Regions from separate parts of the Mus musculus genome. Here all the other regions are linked to region 5. Evidence: chromatin contacts called from public Hi-C, HiChIP or PLAC-seq and promoter capture Hi-C data. All regions are on one chromosome and are shown on one strand. Each heading gives the region's core, a stretch centred on a gene start, on an enhancer-like site or on the middle of the called end of the contact. The rest is flanking DNA. Distances are from core to core; before and after follow the strand shown.

Region 1 (2,700 bases), core at 78-2,577, 160 kb after region 5:
TCTCTAAGAATCAAAATCAGTAACGACCCCCATCCCCATTATCTCTGTCTGGGAATTATTTTTCCTATTTGAGCCCCTAGTAAGGCTTCTAGGGGGTCTTGGCATATCTATAATGGACTGTGTCTCTGCTAGGGGCCACGTGGTCTTCTGGCATGCTAGTGAGTAGCCCATTAAAACCTAGACTTTTATCTGTTAACATTGTGCCAGTAACTTTGGAAAAACTGTGATGACATGCATACTTGTGAGCCTGTTACCATACTGCTCTGGCTACTAGGACTTCATTTTTCTCAAGTTTAGTTAAAAATACCTTTTGGTTAAGGCCATTTAGTACATTTTCAATTAAATTTACATAAATTGATATTTATTGAGTATTTGGGAGTTACCTCTAAGCTATTTATCAAATACAAGATGTATGTTGAGGAGAAGTGCAGTCTGTTTTCAGTCATGTCCACGAGCTTGAAGTGCTCCTCCCCCACTGTGTGTGTGTGTGTGTGTGTGTGTGTGTGTGTGTGTGTGTGTGTATACATCTTACTTCCTGTGTGCTTTTATGGTTTTCCCTTTCTAGATACGCACTCACCTCCATCCATACCCATACACTGGAGGATTATATTATTTGTAATTTACACTCCATACTTCCTTGTGTATATATTTTTTTCTTAAAGATATCCCTATGGACAGAAAAACACAGTATTTATTTCTAGTTCTCCTGTGTATCATAATCATTGTCTAAAGTTCACTGAATTTAGTTCTCAAAAATATTTATAAGCAACTCTGGAAATTAAGAAAGAAAAATTTGGGGACCTGAGGCATCTCTCCACCTCTAGCTAGAATTGTTTGTTGTTTGTTTGCTTTTGGTTTTTTGAGACAAGCTTTCTGCATGTAACCCTGGCTGTACTGGAACTTGTAGACCAGATTGGCCTTGAACTCAGAGAACCGCCTACCTCTGCCTTCTGAGTGCTGGGTTTAAAGGCATGCCCCACCATGCTAGGATTGTTGTAACTTAATTTGCTGTTAGTTTTGAGAAAGTAGCTTTTAAAGTAATTAAAGCTTAGTCAGCATGTTGAAGATTATTTTATTTGAATTTGGTAAATTACTTGGGCCAGTCAACATCTATAAAGGGACCTCAGTTATCATAAAAGTGGTATCTATCTTGCACTCTGGAAAGAGCCTTGAGCTAGTACAATTCTATTCTAAATCTGAACTCAACTTTCAAACTGTTTGCTTTTATGTGAAGTAAAATTTTTCCGGTTGGTTGGTTTGAGACCTGGTCTGTATCCCAGGCTGTCCTGGAACTCAGCATCCTCCTGCCTGGTGATTGTTATCTTTTTCTCTTCTTTACAATGCGGAAGAATGTGACCCAGGGCTTTGTGCCTGCTAGTCAAGCTCTACTACTGACTACACATTCCCAGCCCCCAGCTGGCTAGTTCTTTTAAAGTGAGAGTGATCTAGGGTTGGGGAGGGAGATGTTTCCAAATGACCTTGATTACTTTGTACAGGGCGCAGGCCTGTTGCTCTGTTACTTGGATCTTGGTCAGTCCGTTTGTGGTGTTTATTAAGTCCTTCTGAGGTTGCTATATATTATTTTTGATTGTGGAAGAAACTAATTTTTTTTAAAACATGCTTTCTGTTCTGTATCTTCTCACATATTTGGGGATGCTGATAAGAGCATGAGCTAAGCAGCAGCACTAAAGGAGTTGAGAAGGAATCTTCCTGGAAAGACATAAGTTTATTGAGAAAGCACAGTCTGGTCAGAGGGGGACATAGGAGAGATGTGGGTGCCACTATGGCAAGCTGGCTGGCTCATGGTGCTCAAAGGATCATAACTCACTCTTAAGAAACATTTTCCTAAAAGGGTCTTTTGTTTTAAGTTTCCCAAATCAAAATGCTCCTTAAGGCCATTTACATCCTGTAGATTAACTAATACTTTTTATAATATTATTTAATATTATTATTTGATAAATATTCTTTTTGGTAGAACGTATGAAATAACGGCATTTTCACTAGTAAGCACTTTGTTGATAAAATATGGAATAACCTTACTTTGTTCATAAGGAGAATTGGTTGTATTTATACTAAGTGATCTGGCAGACAAATCATTTTTTTAAAACATTTAGAAATAGACTCTGAGCCAGGCGGTGGTGGCGCATGCCTTTAATCTCAGCACTAGGGAGGCAGAGGCAGGTGGATTTCTGAGTTCGAAGCCAACCTGGTCTACAGAGAGAGTTCCAGGACAGCCAGGGCTGCACAGAGAAACCCTGTCTCCACCCCCTCCCCCCCTCAAAAAATAGACTCTGAATATTCAAGGATCCCAGACAGATAGCCGACTGTTATGTTACTCTGATAGAAACATCTCTAAGTTGATGTATGTTACTTTTTTGTTTTTCTTCAAGATAGGGTTACTCTGTAGCCCTGGCCGTCCTGGAACTCATAGACCATCCCAGCCCCACATCCCATCCCACCCCACCTAGCTGTTAGCTTTTATACAAGGTCTTGTTGAACAGACTGCTCCAAATGTCAGGAACACTGAATCCATTGCAGGCATTTACTAGTCAGAAATGCATGTCCCCTTCTTGTTCCTGTGTTTGAAGGGCTACTCATGAACTATGTGGGATTTATTTATTAGGCAAGAGCAGCGTGGACAGCAATTCCTTGGCATTGCTCAGACAGTCTCTCTACATGACTGTGCTTCAGTTTCGTCTG
Region 2 (2,748 bases), core at 227-2,726, 190 kb before region 5:
CGGACACTGGCATTCAGAGATGACTCCTGTTTCTGAAAACCAGTCATCCCCACGGTCTCAGCTCACAGATGGGAGAGGAGTCCACTAGTAGGGACCGTCACCAGGCCACAGCCACCAGCTCCCAGGCTTCCGTGGCTTCCTCGGACATGGGGTCTCTAACTCTCACTTCTGTTTTCTTTCCTGTCGGCTTCATCACTTTTCGTTTTTGGGGGGGTGGCGGATACACTGGCCTGTCTTGTCATCTCCCCTGTTCTACCATCCTGACTCCTCCACCTGTCTGCTGGCTGCCATCACCCACCGGGCTGGACCGGATTGGACGGCTCTCTTCAACTGCTGGTGAAACGGTCTCGGGCACCCCTAGCCGCTGGCGGAGCCGCTACTACGGGAAAGGACGCTATGGTCACCCCGACTTTAAGAACTCCTGTCCAGTTCTGGAGGAATAGTGTGTTTCTGCCATTCTCTCGTTTTCTGCCTGTGTGTGGCTGTCCTACCCACCCTCCCATTCTGTCTCTGCATGCCAGCTTCTCACATTCTTGCTTTGATTTCCCATAATCCATAATGACCTCTTGCATCTGAAATGGCCACCAGACTTGTGTTTCTCACAGAGAGTTAAAGAAACGCACGGTGTGCAGCAGGGAGGGCCCCTCTCCATACCACAGGAGCTAGCTAGCATGTGGGCGAGGGGGGTTTAGCGCTCAGTGAGCCAAGCAGGTCCCCCCAAGTCCCACTATGGCTAGAGCTCAGGAGAGGAGAATCCAGTGATCCGGCTGTGGTGGTGTACGCCTATCATCCCAGCATTGAGGAGGCCGAGGCAGGGGGATTTTAAGTTTGGGTCTAGCCTAGGATACATAGTAAAATGTCAGAAGTAGAATCATCAGTGGCAGCTGGGGACGGGGATGGGCACACGCCTTTAATCCCGGCACTCGGGAGGCAGGGGCAGGTGGATCTCTATGAGTCTGAGTCTGAGGCCAGCCTGGTCTACACAGTGAGTGCCAGAAGAGACCCTGTCTCAAAAAGCAAACCAAACAAGCACAAGTGAACGGCTGGGGGTGTGACTCTGTGTAGAGCTCTTGCTTAGTATTCACAAGGCTGGGTTTGGGGTCCAGAACTACAGACATTAATAATGATAATAGTAATAATGAATGTAGAGAGAGGGAGGGAGGAGCCAAGAAAGCAGAAGTGATCATCTCTGAAGCCAGTTTGCTCGTCACAGGGAGCCCTGGGGACCTACGACTGCCCCGTGGGAACTTGGAGAAGATTCCCTGTGCTTGTCCCCAGCCATTCTGAGGGGTGGAGGTGGGGATCCTGTTCTGAGGTGGGTCCCTGGGCATCTGGCCTGGCCAGGCCCCTAAGCCCTGGCTCCTTTAGGCTCAGACTCTGATACCACTCTCTCCTCTGTCCCTAGGTTGTAGACCTGGCTGTCTTGCATGCCCCGGGGCTTCCTTCCTCCTAAACACCGACTCAGCTTCGTGACTTCTGCTAAGACTCAAAAAATGCCAGCAGGCACTAACCCAGGGGACGCCATCTCTGCTGCTCCAGACTCCTCCCTGTGCTCCATTTAACAGCTTCCCCTCCCCTCCACATGGCCTGTGGGTGCCTGACTTTCATCACTGCCAGGGGAGGATGGCACTAACAGAGTGACCCTCGAGGCGGAAGAGCAGCTTTCAGCCGCCTTCCTGGATAAGATGGTCTCTTTTCTCTTGTTCTCCCAAGAGTGGCTCTTGCTTGTGTTCCTCTGCTCCCTAGCCCTTACTAACACCTTCATGAGCCCCTGCTGAGCATGCTCAGGATGGGGAGGGGCTCGGTGACCCTGGGACATTGTTCTACAAAGGGTGTCACAGTTCGGAGCTGCCCAGAGTCAGCACTGAGGTCATGGACCCTGACTGGAGTCCTCTCTTTCTCTTGAAGACAGGACACACACACACACACACACTGATGAAAGGCATCAGTTTAAAAAGGCTGGGTCCTTAGGAGCCACACTCAAAACTGTCATAAACAACGTGATACCTGCCACCAGAGCTTAGTAATGGAGGCAAACCTGCTGCCACATCTGTTAGGAGTTCATGTCCTTCCCTGACCAGATTTCTGCAGTCAGGCTCGGGATTCTGCTCCATAGTGGCCCCAGTAGGCCCCGTGTGAGCGCTATTTCTAAAAGGAGTGTGTGGCATTGCTGGTCCTCAGGCCTGGCTCACCCAGTCCCACATCCATGTGGGGCAGCCAGGGTGGAAACTACAGCTACCGCCATGCTGGGTGCTGGGCAGTCAGGTGGACAAGCATCTGTTTTCCCCTCAGCCCTGCCAGGAAGGGAATGTAGCCGAGGCCCGGGGCTTAGGGAGGCCAGGAGCAGCTCTGCCAAGACTGTGGGCGGAGCAGTCGCCTTCACTCGGCTCCTCTGCTAAGCTTAACCAGCGACAACCTTAACTCTGGACTGGACGAGGCCAGCAGAGCCATAACCCGTGTCTCTGCTCCTCTTCACAGCATTAACAGCAGCAAAGTCATGCCCCGCTTTGAAAGGTTTGGCCTGGGGACCCTGGAGTCCGGTAATCCAAAGATGTAGCCAGCCCTGCACGTTCATGCAGAGAGTGTCTTCCTTTCGAAAACATGATCACGAAACATGCAGACCACCACCTCAAGGAATCAGAAGCATTGCATCCCAAGCTGCGGACTGGGAGCGTGTCTCCTCCCTAAAGGACGTGCGTGCGTGCGTGCGTGCGTGCGTGCGTGCGTGCGTCACCAAGGTGTGTGGAG
Region 3 (2,791 bases), core at 252-2,751, 160 kb before region 5:
CAGCCCATACTTCTCTGGGAATAACGACCACAGCTTTGTCACAGCAAGCTTGCTCCTAGCTAGCCATAGTGCAATCCCAAAGTCCTGAATGAGTCCAGGTAAGTCTGTTTTCCTGGCTCCCCAGTCCCACCCCCACCCCAAACCTGTCCTGCAATTCTTTGCTTCACTGATTATTTCCCTTAACTCATAACCTAAGCTGCAGGAGCTGGGTTTTGGTTTTGTGTTTTTGTTTAAGGCAGGGAAAGGCTGGTGATGTAGTTCAGTTGGTGGAGTGCATGTCTAGCTCATAGGAAGCCTTAGGTCCTAACCCCGGCACCATCAGGTAGAGGTGAGTCATAGGTATAATCCAAGCACTTGGGAGGTAGAGGCAGGAGGATCAGAAGTTCAAGGTTGGGGCTGGAGAGATGGCTCACTGGTTAAGAGCGCTAATTGCCCGAAAAACAAAAACAAAACAAAACAAAAAACAAAGACAAAAACAAAAAACCAAAAAAAAGAGCACTGACTGTTCTTATGAAGGTCCAAAGTTCAAATCCCAACAACCACATGGTGGCTTACAACCATCTGTAATGACATCTGACATCCTCTACTGGTGTGTCTGAAGACAGCTACAGTGTACTTACATATAAATAAAAAATAAAAATTATTAAAAAAAAGAAGAAGTTCAAGGCCATCCTTGGCTACATACTGGGTTCAAAGCCAGCCTGGTCTACATGAAGAAAAGGAGGAAGTGGGGAGGGAGGAAAGGAGGAGGGAGCAATTATGTATGTTGTAGACTAGGCATGCTGGGAATTCATGATGGGTCATCTCTCCTGGCTTCAAAACTATTTCAAATATTTCCTAGGGTCTCCTCCCTTGTCACTTGGAATATTCTACTGTGTCCAAAGTATGTTTCCTCTTCTTACCCCAAAACAGAGGGACAGAGGGGAGAGACAAGGAGAACAGACAAATTCACAGGCAGATGGCAATGAAGTTCCCAGGGCCCCCACATAGTCCACATTAACAACCTCAGCGGTGGTGTGTTTCTTGCAAAATAGCTCTCCATGGTTAAGCTTTCACACCAGGGAGAGATGCTTCTTGGAAGCCTACAGCATCACAGAGATTTCGGAGTGCCCGTAAGGAGTTGTGTAACCTTGCTCATGCTGCCCCTTGGTCTTTCTGAGCACTGTTTTCTCTGCACATACAAAGGTCTGAGGAAGGTCTTTTCCACGGATGCCCACCCAGAGGACAAATGAAGGCTCAGCTCTGCTAGATGGGGTGAGGAAGCAGGCTCAGAAGCACAGCCACTTCTGGCCGAGGCTGTCGAGGAACGCCTGCTGGCCATGTGACTGGTTCTCTGGGCAGAGCACAGGAAGGGAAAGTCAAGGCAGAGCAGGGAACACCCAGTGTCCACTGGTCCTAGGTCCTCCCACTGAGTCCCACCTCCAGCCCTCCACCCTGACATCAGCTTTCTTTTTCTCTAGACACTTCCCTCAGCCACTGAGCTCCTCCCCTTGAAGAAGTGCCAAATAGCTGTGGTTTCTGTTTCCTAGCTCAGCCCTGCCCTGCGCAGAGTTCTGTCGTCCACCATCGAGTGAGGAAGAGAGCATTGGTTCCCCTGAGATAGAAGAGATGGCTCTCTTCAGTGCCCAGTCTCCATACATTAACCCGGTGAGTTGTGGGATGCAGTTGTGGGGTGATTGAGGAAAAGCTAACGGCCACATCCAGGGGAAGTTGCTCTGGACCTGTGGGGAAACAACGGAGTGGCACAGATAGAGGGTGGGGTGTCCTGCAGACAGCACATAAGGGACAAACATGCCAGGCATGTCAGCTGGGTCATCCTGATGCAGCTCGTGTCTCATGCTAGGCTTGCTGTGCCTCTGAGGACCCAAGGGTGCCACTCACTATGATTTATGAGGTGAATTAACATGTGCCTGTTCCATGCTACCTGGTAGCATCTACAAAGGAAGGAGACGGTTTATATGATGATGTGGATGGGCTTGTTGGGGGTGGGGGGAGGTAGCAGGTAGCAGATATTCACATGACACTTAAAGTGTCTGCCTTAGAGAGGATCTCTGTTCAGCCATTTACAAACTAGGTGATGTCGCACGCGCAGTACTTTCTCCTCTCTGTATCTGTAAAATGGAAATAATACTTAGTCTGTCTCCTGAGGTTAAAACAAGGAGAAAGCAGATAGCACACGTGGGTGTTTAAACAGCACCTGGAACATGGAGGTGTCTTGGGAGTGCACGGGAGGGGAACAGGGAAGCCCTCCCCTCTGTTCTCCAAGGGCCACATCAGAATTCACCCAAGAACACTTCCAGAGTGTGTGCAGACAGGCAAGTAGGGACTGTCTTTTAGTGCAGGGTGCAAAGGGCTGCCTTGGGCTCCTTTTTCCACCCCCTGTCTATAGGTGGTTTTGTTTATACACTAGGAAGCTTAGTAGCCACACTGTAAGTGGAGACACTGAGACTTTGAGAGGTCGAGGCCTTGCCACATGTCCTCAGATGGTGGGTGACAGCGAAGGAAAGTGCTTTTCCCAGAAGAGGGGATGCTCATGGGGAGATGGCAGTAATGGAGACGAAAGTGATGCTCCCAGGAACCTTCTGTAGAGTCGCCGTGTGTGCAGGTGGGAGATAGCAGGGTCTGTAGGTGAGCTGGCTGCCAGAGCCCAGCGTCAGAGCCTGATCTAGCACGGCTCTGGGCTTTGCTTGGGGCTACCAGTGTCCTCAGCCACAGGGTTAAGGCTTCTAACTTGGGACCTGCATGGAAGGTAGATGGGAAAGCTAGAAGGGACTGTCCAGTGTCTCTGTGG
Region 4 (2,700 bases), core at 70-2,569, 200 kb after region 5:
TTTATGAATGGAGATGAATGGAGATAGCCACTTACCATATTATTAAGGAAAAGTGAAAACTTGTGATAGGCTTAACAAACTCAATAATACTTCACCTTAAGACCTCTCCTTTACACGATACATTAAATTGATTGAAGTGAGTCATAGACTCAACTATGAAAAGTTAAATAACACAATCTTTAGAGTAAATTAGCAGGAAAGTATCTTTGACTTTGAGATAAGTGGTCACTACTAAAGCTAAATGTATTATCCTAACACCCCTTATAAGACAGACAGATACATACATCTAGCAAAAGACTCATGTAAGAATAGGAATGACATCTTAACTTATAATAGCTGGATACTGAAAGTTACATGATGAAATATTCCTTTCATACAAAGGAGTATCCCATAGCAGTAAAACAAATGAACTGTAACTCACTTAGCAACATGAGTAAACCTCACAGGCATCTGTGAATAAAGGAGACTGGACCAGCAGACAGGGTGGCTAAGCCTGCAGTGAAGCCTCCCAGCTTGACTTCAGCCCCTGGGACCCACATGATGGGAGAGGATTGAGTCCCATAGGCTGGCCTGACGCTACGCATGCCATTGGCATAAACATCAAATAAATAAATGAAAGTATACAGTTTTTTATTGTCTTTTGGGGGGAGAGGAGGGGCAGTGTTTGCTTTGTTTTGTTTCCTGGAACTCTCTCTAGGACCAGGCTAACCTTGAACTCAGATCCATGTCTCTGTCTCTGCCTCTGTCTCCTGAGTGCTGGGATTAAAGGTGTGTGCCACCAATGCCCTGCTTGGTTTGTTTGTTTGTTTGTTTGTTTGTTTTCTTATACAGGGTCTTATTATGTAGCTCTGGCTGGCCTGGAGTAAGTAACCAGGATGAGCCTTGAATTTACAAAGATCTGCCTGTTTGTTCCTGAGTTTCACCACACCTGGCTACTTCTCACTTTTTGAGATTTTGGGGTGTGTGTATGTAGGAGGGTACTTGGATTCCATCCAGGGCATCTTTACAAGTGCCTTTCTGTTTGCCTCAAAAGGCTAAGCTTTATTTGATTTCCCCAAATAATTGTGGGGTCAAGAGAAACTCCCATCTGTTTAAATGAAAGAGTTACACATGAAGCTTTGTGTTTGAACTCTCTAGTGTTCCATCTCACTTGCTCATTTACATTGCTTTGAGATCCTTGGCCTTTTCTGCCTGTCTGAGTACTGCTTTTCTCTGCACTAAGGTTAAACAAAACAACAAGCAAGAGTTTAAACCAGTCAGTAGCCAGATGGTGTAGGCCACTATCTGAGGTACTTGTGGCTTTTCTGGTGGGGGCCTCATCAGAATGGAATAAGGAAGCCTCATTCTTCTGAAAATAGGGCTGCCACTTCCCACTAGATAACCTCTAATTAGCTCAGATGGATTTGAAGTGTAAAGGAGCTTTGCCTAATAGACACTGTCATTTTTTGCATGTGTTTTCTCCCAATGTAGAATGTATCTTGCTCAGGTACAGAGTTGAGAGCCTAAAAGATATCTAGTAACAGAATGTGACTCCTAATCACCTTCCTCAAGCTTCAGACATTCATGTTAATTTTTTATTGTGTGTGCCACAAGTAGGAAAGTTGTACAAATTTGCTACACTGGCTGATTTAAGATTTTAAAATATGTAAAAATGAGGTAATTGTTTCCACATGATGAAAATTTTCTTTGTGAAGAAACTGAAAAATATTTTCTGCTGAAAAAAATTCTCACTATAAGCATTTTAATTTAAAAGGAAATATACATAATTCTTCTAGAAACATCCAAACAATAAATCCCTCTGTGTTTAACTGGCTTCAACTTGAGGGAAGGCTTTTTCATTAAAGAAAGTTATAATTGAAAACCACTTTTTGTTTGTTTGTTGTTTGTTTGTTTGTTTGTTTTGTCTAACAGGGTTTCTCTGTATAGCCCTAGCTGGTTTAGAACCAGATCTCAAACTCAGAGATCTTCCTGCCTCTGTCTCCCAGGTGCTGGGATTAAAGGTATATACCACCCCTGCCTGGCTTGAAAACAAATTTTTAGAGACCAGGTCTCACTATGCAGACCTGACTGGCCTTGAACTCTTGCATAAACCATGCTTTTGCAAACTCACAGAGATCCAGCTGCTTCTGCCTCCCAAATTTTGGGATTAAAGGTGTATGCCACCTACCTGGCAACAAATCTTGATTTAAAATTTTAAAATGGCATTGGAGAGATGACCCCGCTGTTCTTCTAGAGGACTCAGATTCAACTCCCAACAGTCACATGGCAGCTCACAACTGTCTATAACTCCATTTTCAATCTGACATCCTCACAGAGACATGTATGCAAGCAAAACACTAATACACATAAAAACAAATCATCTAAAAAAAAAAAGGTAAAACATGATTGAAAAAGGAGAGCCTTTAAAGTGAACAAGGTTTCTTGCACAAGTAAATTGTAAAAAGAAAAAAGGGGAATGGAAGAGAAATCTTGTAGTAAAATTTAAAGTGATAGAGACATTAGTCAATCATAATTTATAAGTCATTGTTTGAGGTTTTTGTTTTGTTTTCTGATTGTGTGTGTGTGTATAAGAGAATGTAAGACAGGGTCTCACAGATAGACATGGTGGCAAACATCTTTAATACTAGCACCCCAGAGGCAAAGGTGGTAGATCTCTTTTGAGTTCAAGGCCAGCATATAGAAACCAGATCTCAGAAAACA
Region 5 (2,815 bases), core at 94-2,593:
GCCTGCACCAGCCATTTTTTTTAAATACGCAATTAATCTTCATGATGGAGAAAGTTGAAAATAGGAATGGTTAGCTCCCTGCCCCCGCCCACCCTAGGGCTCCATCTGGCATATTTATGTTCTTCCAGCAATCCTGCCTCCCCTCGTCCCTCTCCCACACAGCCAAGGTCAGGCCAGCCTCCCTACATTCCCACCGGCACACCCTTCAGAACCAGTTTTTGGTCCATCCCTGTGGGAGGTGGGGATGCTGGAAATGAATCCTGGGGCTTGACGATGCCTGGCAACCTTTTTACCACGGAGCTGTTCCTAGCTCCTAGTTAGCAGCTAAGCTAATCAGTCTCTTTCTTCCTGGCCAAATCCCACGTGCCACCCAAGGATATACACTTTATCCTTCCCTTTCTTTGGCCCACCCCCACCCCCACCCCCACCTTATACCCAGAAGACAGGTATGTAAGAGTAAGGACTTCAAATGAGTCCCAAGGGCCATCACTGGGCACATGGGGAGATAAAATCTGATCCAGGCAAACATTGGAAAATTATTCTGTAATAAAGCGAATGAAGCACTTACATATGCTACCACGTGCGTGCTTTGAATGAGGCATAAAAGACGCAGGAAACCAATAACCGGGGCTGCATATGATTGATTCCATTTCTGTGAAATGTTCAGAACTAACAAAATCTATGGAAATCAGCTAAGTGGTTGCCTAGCGCAAAGAGAAAGGACGAGACTGGAGAGGGGTTTTGCCAGCAAATGTAGATGGTTTTCTTTCAAGGTAAATGTTCTAAAATCAACAGTGGCCATAGATGCACATCTGCGCACATTCTAAATGTTATTAAACGTGTGCACTTTAGCACTGGCCGGGAATCACAGTACTACTGGGAAGTTGGGGCAGGGGGATTACGAGTTCAAGGCCAGATAGGGTTACATATTGCAAAGACCAAAATTATTCCAGATACTCCTGGTAACAGGGTGTTCCTGCAGACCGAGTGAGAGTAGCACGTCTCCTCTTTGAAAACCATAGAACGGAGGCTGCTCCAGCCGAGTGCAGATGCCAGCAGCACATGGCAGAGACCTGGCTCCCCGTGTCCTCCGACACCGCATCCCGGCCTCCCACGCTCCTCCGCGGCGCGGCAACTATGGCTGCGACAGGTGTCGCTGGCACTAGGGGAAAGCCTGGAGAGCCCGCAGATCGCCCCCAGGGCTTCCACATATCCCGGCCCTGCAGGCAGCCTCGGTAATCCCCAGCCCGCCCCTGCCGCCCCCCGAGTCCCCGCCCAAGGGCCCGCGCAGCGCGGCTCACCCGCCTTCCCGGCGGACGCCAACTGGAGACACCGCGAGCGACACGATTGCGCCTGCGCGGCAGAAGCAAGCGCAGCCCCGCCCCCGCCTGGTACCCTAGCGCCCTCTGCCGGCCATCCGCGGGACTCGGGGTCCTACTGGGTGCGGGCTTCCTGATCCGACCCCGCCCAGTTGGCTGGAACCACGGCCCGCTTTTCCTTGTCTCCCTTACAACCTTGGATACAAACTCTGATGGCAAGCTCTTCTTCATATTCCCACGAATGGAGAATATTAGGGGTGCTCAAGATCTGTGAAACGTCTTCTTGAAGGACGTGTCCTTCCTGTTGTTATGTTGATGACAGGAATTATGTTTGGAAGGGAGTCTTCATTTCGAGTCACTTGATCAAATTACAGTCCCACAACACCTGTCAGAAGAATACATATGACAGTAATAGGCACGCTTCCTTTCAACTCTGCTATAATTATAATCGAGGGAGAGAATGAAGAATCTTAACTTGCAGCTACTGCCGGGATCATTTTTTGAAAATGAAATAATGCTGTTTCATTAAACGGGTTCTCCCCACTCGCGCATGTTTAAAGTCAGAATGCTTCTCTGAATTGATTTAAACACAAGTTTTATATCCTGAAAGAAATAAAGACAGGTCTTTTTCATGAGACAAACGCCCTGTTCAATGAGGCTTCTAGCTTCTCTGGGCCGCTGTCTGAAAGGCAGCAAGGGCGCCGGTGGATAACATTGCTTCTCTTCATCTTTCCTCTTCGGGGCTTTAAAAAAAATCTACCTATAATGAAAAGCCCGATTTCCTTACACACGCTCCTCATGTAGCTGCTTTAACAAGACAATTGCTTATAATGCCTTTTTTCTTCATTTTTTAAAAGTAAACATCGCTGTTTAGCAGCACTCGGAAGTCTATTTTTCTTCCTCTTAGGAAGCAGGGGCTATTTCTTAACAGAACTACTTCCTTTCTCTGATTCATCTTCAACTCTCTAGAATGCCACCGTCTCCCTCCCGCACCCCCCCCACACACAAAGCACCCCCTTCCTCCTCTTCAGCTAACACTCTACCCCGTCTTCAAATCTGTGTGGGAGGATTCTTCCCCTGGAATACCCAGATAATTTCCTTCATTTATTTTCAAACTGTAGACTTGGACCAACTGTATCTGAAAGATCCGAATGCACCCTCATAAATCAGCCTTTTTATTTACCCATGCATAATCACGGCATGTCATTAGTGCAGATCCAATCAATAAATCATTACGCTTTTAGAGCCCTTACTAGGAGCAACCTGCTGGGACACCAATCCACTCTCTCGTACAACATTAAGATCCTTTCATATTTTTAAGAAATTTCAATCTGTTCTCTCAGTCCCCCTCTTTTGTTCCTAGATCTCCGTGTTCCTGCTTCAGAAGCCTCATTCTAATACCTAGGTCATAAAATATTCAAGAAGCAAGCTGTTAGCTCTACCTCCGAAAGGCTCCACCTTCCTGCCTCTTGTGTTACTTCTGTCTTTACAGAGAC

What was found. Promoter capture Hi-C pulls out the DNA fragments that hold promoters and counts their contacts. A called contact is a pair of places that touch in the nucleus more often than the background predicts. HiChIP or PLAC-seq counts read pairs in DNA pulled down with a chosen protein or histone mark.
Region 1: an H3K27ac HiChIP or PLAC-seq map of embryonic stem cells shows a contact between it and region 5, with 2.9 times the contacts expected there. The contact joins the enhancer-like site here to the promoter of Lyrm9 in region 5. A contact is called at or near these places in 10 of 39 promoter capture datasets (the C10 cell line, HPC-7-derived erythroid cells, cranial neural crest and 4 more), 1 of 15 datasets of contacts at CTCF or cohesin (pro-B cells), 7 of 484 Hi-C or Micro-C datasets (the N1E-115 cell line, bone marrow-derived macrophages, embryonic stem cells and 3 more), 18 of 115 datasets of contacts at active chromatin or transcription factors (the 230-238 cell line, the SCID.adh cell line, SST interneurons and 8 more) and 4 of 9 other capture datasets (adipose tissue, embryonic stem cells, liver and 1 more).
Region 2: a Hi-C map of the G1E-ER4 cell line shows a contact between it and region 5, with 2.2 times the contacts expected there. The contact joins the enhancer-like site here to the promoter of Lyrm9 in region 5. A contact is called at or near these places in 2 of 39 promoter capture datasets (the 3T3-L1 cell line and pre-B cells), 47 of 484 Hi-C or Micro-C datasets (the 63-12 cell line, the AML12 cell line, B cells and 27 more), 3 of 115 datasets of contacts at active chromatin or transcription factors (T-cell acute lymphoblastic leukemia, epiblast stem cells and thymocytes) and 2 of 9 other capture datasets (embryonic stem cells and liver).
Region 3: an H3K4me3 HiChIP or PLAC-seq map of the SCID.adh cell line shows a contact between it and region 5, with 15 read pairs. The contact joins the promoter of Lgals9 here to the promoter of Lyrm9 in region 5. A contact is called at or near these places in 5 of 39 promoter capture datasets (the 3T3-L1 cell line, 3T3-L1-derived adipocytes, the SN4741 cell line and 2 more), 1 of 484 Hi-C or Micro-C datasets (Th1 cells), 6 of 115 datasets of contacts at active chromatin or transcription factors (the HPC-7 cell line, the SCID.adh cell line, acute myeloid leukemia and 3 more) and 2 of 9 other capture datasets (adipose tissue and liver).
Region 4: a contact with region 5 is called in a promoter capture Hi-C map of the HPC-7 cell line. The contact joins the enhancer-like site here to the promoter of Lyrm9 in region 5. A contact is called at or near these places in 13 of 39 promoter capture datasets (the C10 cell line, the HPC-7 cell line, HPC-7-derived erythroid cells and 7 more), 3 of 15 datasets of contacts at CTCF or cohesin (the NIH/3T3 cell line, large pre-B cells and pro-B cells), 3 of 484 Hi-C or Micro-C datasets (bone marrow-derived macrophages, liver and nephron progenitors), 21 of 115 datasets of contacts at active chromatin or transcription factors (the 230-238 cell line, the NIH/3T3 cell line, the SCID.adh cell line and 15 more) and 3 of 9 other capture datasets (adipose tissue, liver and pancreatic islet).

Annotation. Positions count from the first base shown.
Region 1 is chr11:78,662,833-78,665,532 of GRCm38.p6, reverse strand. The region is part of intron 1 of Nlk (nemo like kinase); the gene reads left to right. Among named protein-coding and RNA genes, the nearest start is that of Nlk, 33 kb to the left of the region's middle. Within about 2 kb of position 1,327, at least 17 of the 459 cell types and tissues checked have an H3K27ac peak or open chromatin away from gene starts, as enhancers often do. A contact at or near this core is called in the N1E-115 cell line, embryonic stem cells and trophoblast stem cells, where this site is marked.
Region 2 is chr11:79,015,994-79,018,741 of GRCm38.p6, reverse strand. Ksr1 (kinase suppressor of ras 1) reads left to right here. Exons shown (of 19, transcript NM_013571.3): 19 at 2,479-2,748. The coding sequence ends at 2,557. Among named protein-coding and RNA genes, the nearest start is that of Gm11201, 6.2 kb to the left of the region's middle. Within about 2 kb of position 1,476, at least 54 of the 459 cell types and tissues checked have an H3K27ac peak or open chromatin away from gene starts, as enhancers often do. A contact at or near this core is called in the 63-12 cell line, B cells, the CH12 cell line and 7 more, where this site is marked.
Region 3 is chr11:78,983,634-78,986,424 of GRCm38.p6, reverse strand. It overlaps Lgals9 (lectin, galactose binding, soluble 9), which reads left to right and starts at 1,501. Exons shown (of 10, transcript NM_001159301.1): 1 at 1,501-1,647. The coding sequence starts at 1,609.
Region 4 is chr11:78,620,735-78,623,434 of GRCm38.p6, reverse strand. All of the region lies in intron 2 of Nlk (nemo like kinase), which reads left to right. Among named protein-coding and RNA genes, the nearest start is that of Tmem97, 71 kb to the right of the region's middle. Within about 2 kb of position 1,319, at least 9 of the 459 cell types and tissues checked have an H3K27ac peak or open chromatin away from gene starts, as enhancers often do. A contact at or near this core is called in the HPC-7 cell line and the SCID.adh cell line, where this site is marked.
Region 5 is chr11:78,825,123-78,827,937 of GRCm38.p6, reverse strand. It overlaps Lyrm9 (LYR motif containing 9), which reads right to left and starts at 1,343. Exons shown (of 4, transcript NM_001076681.2): 1 at 1,302-1,343.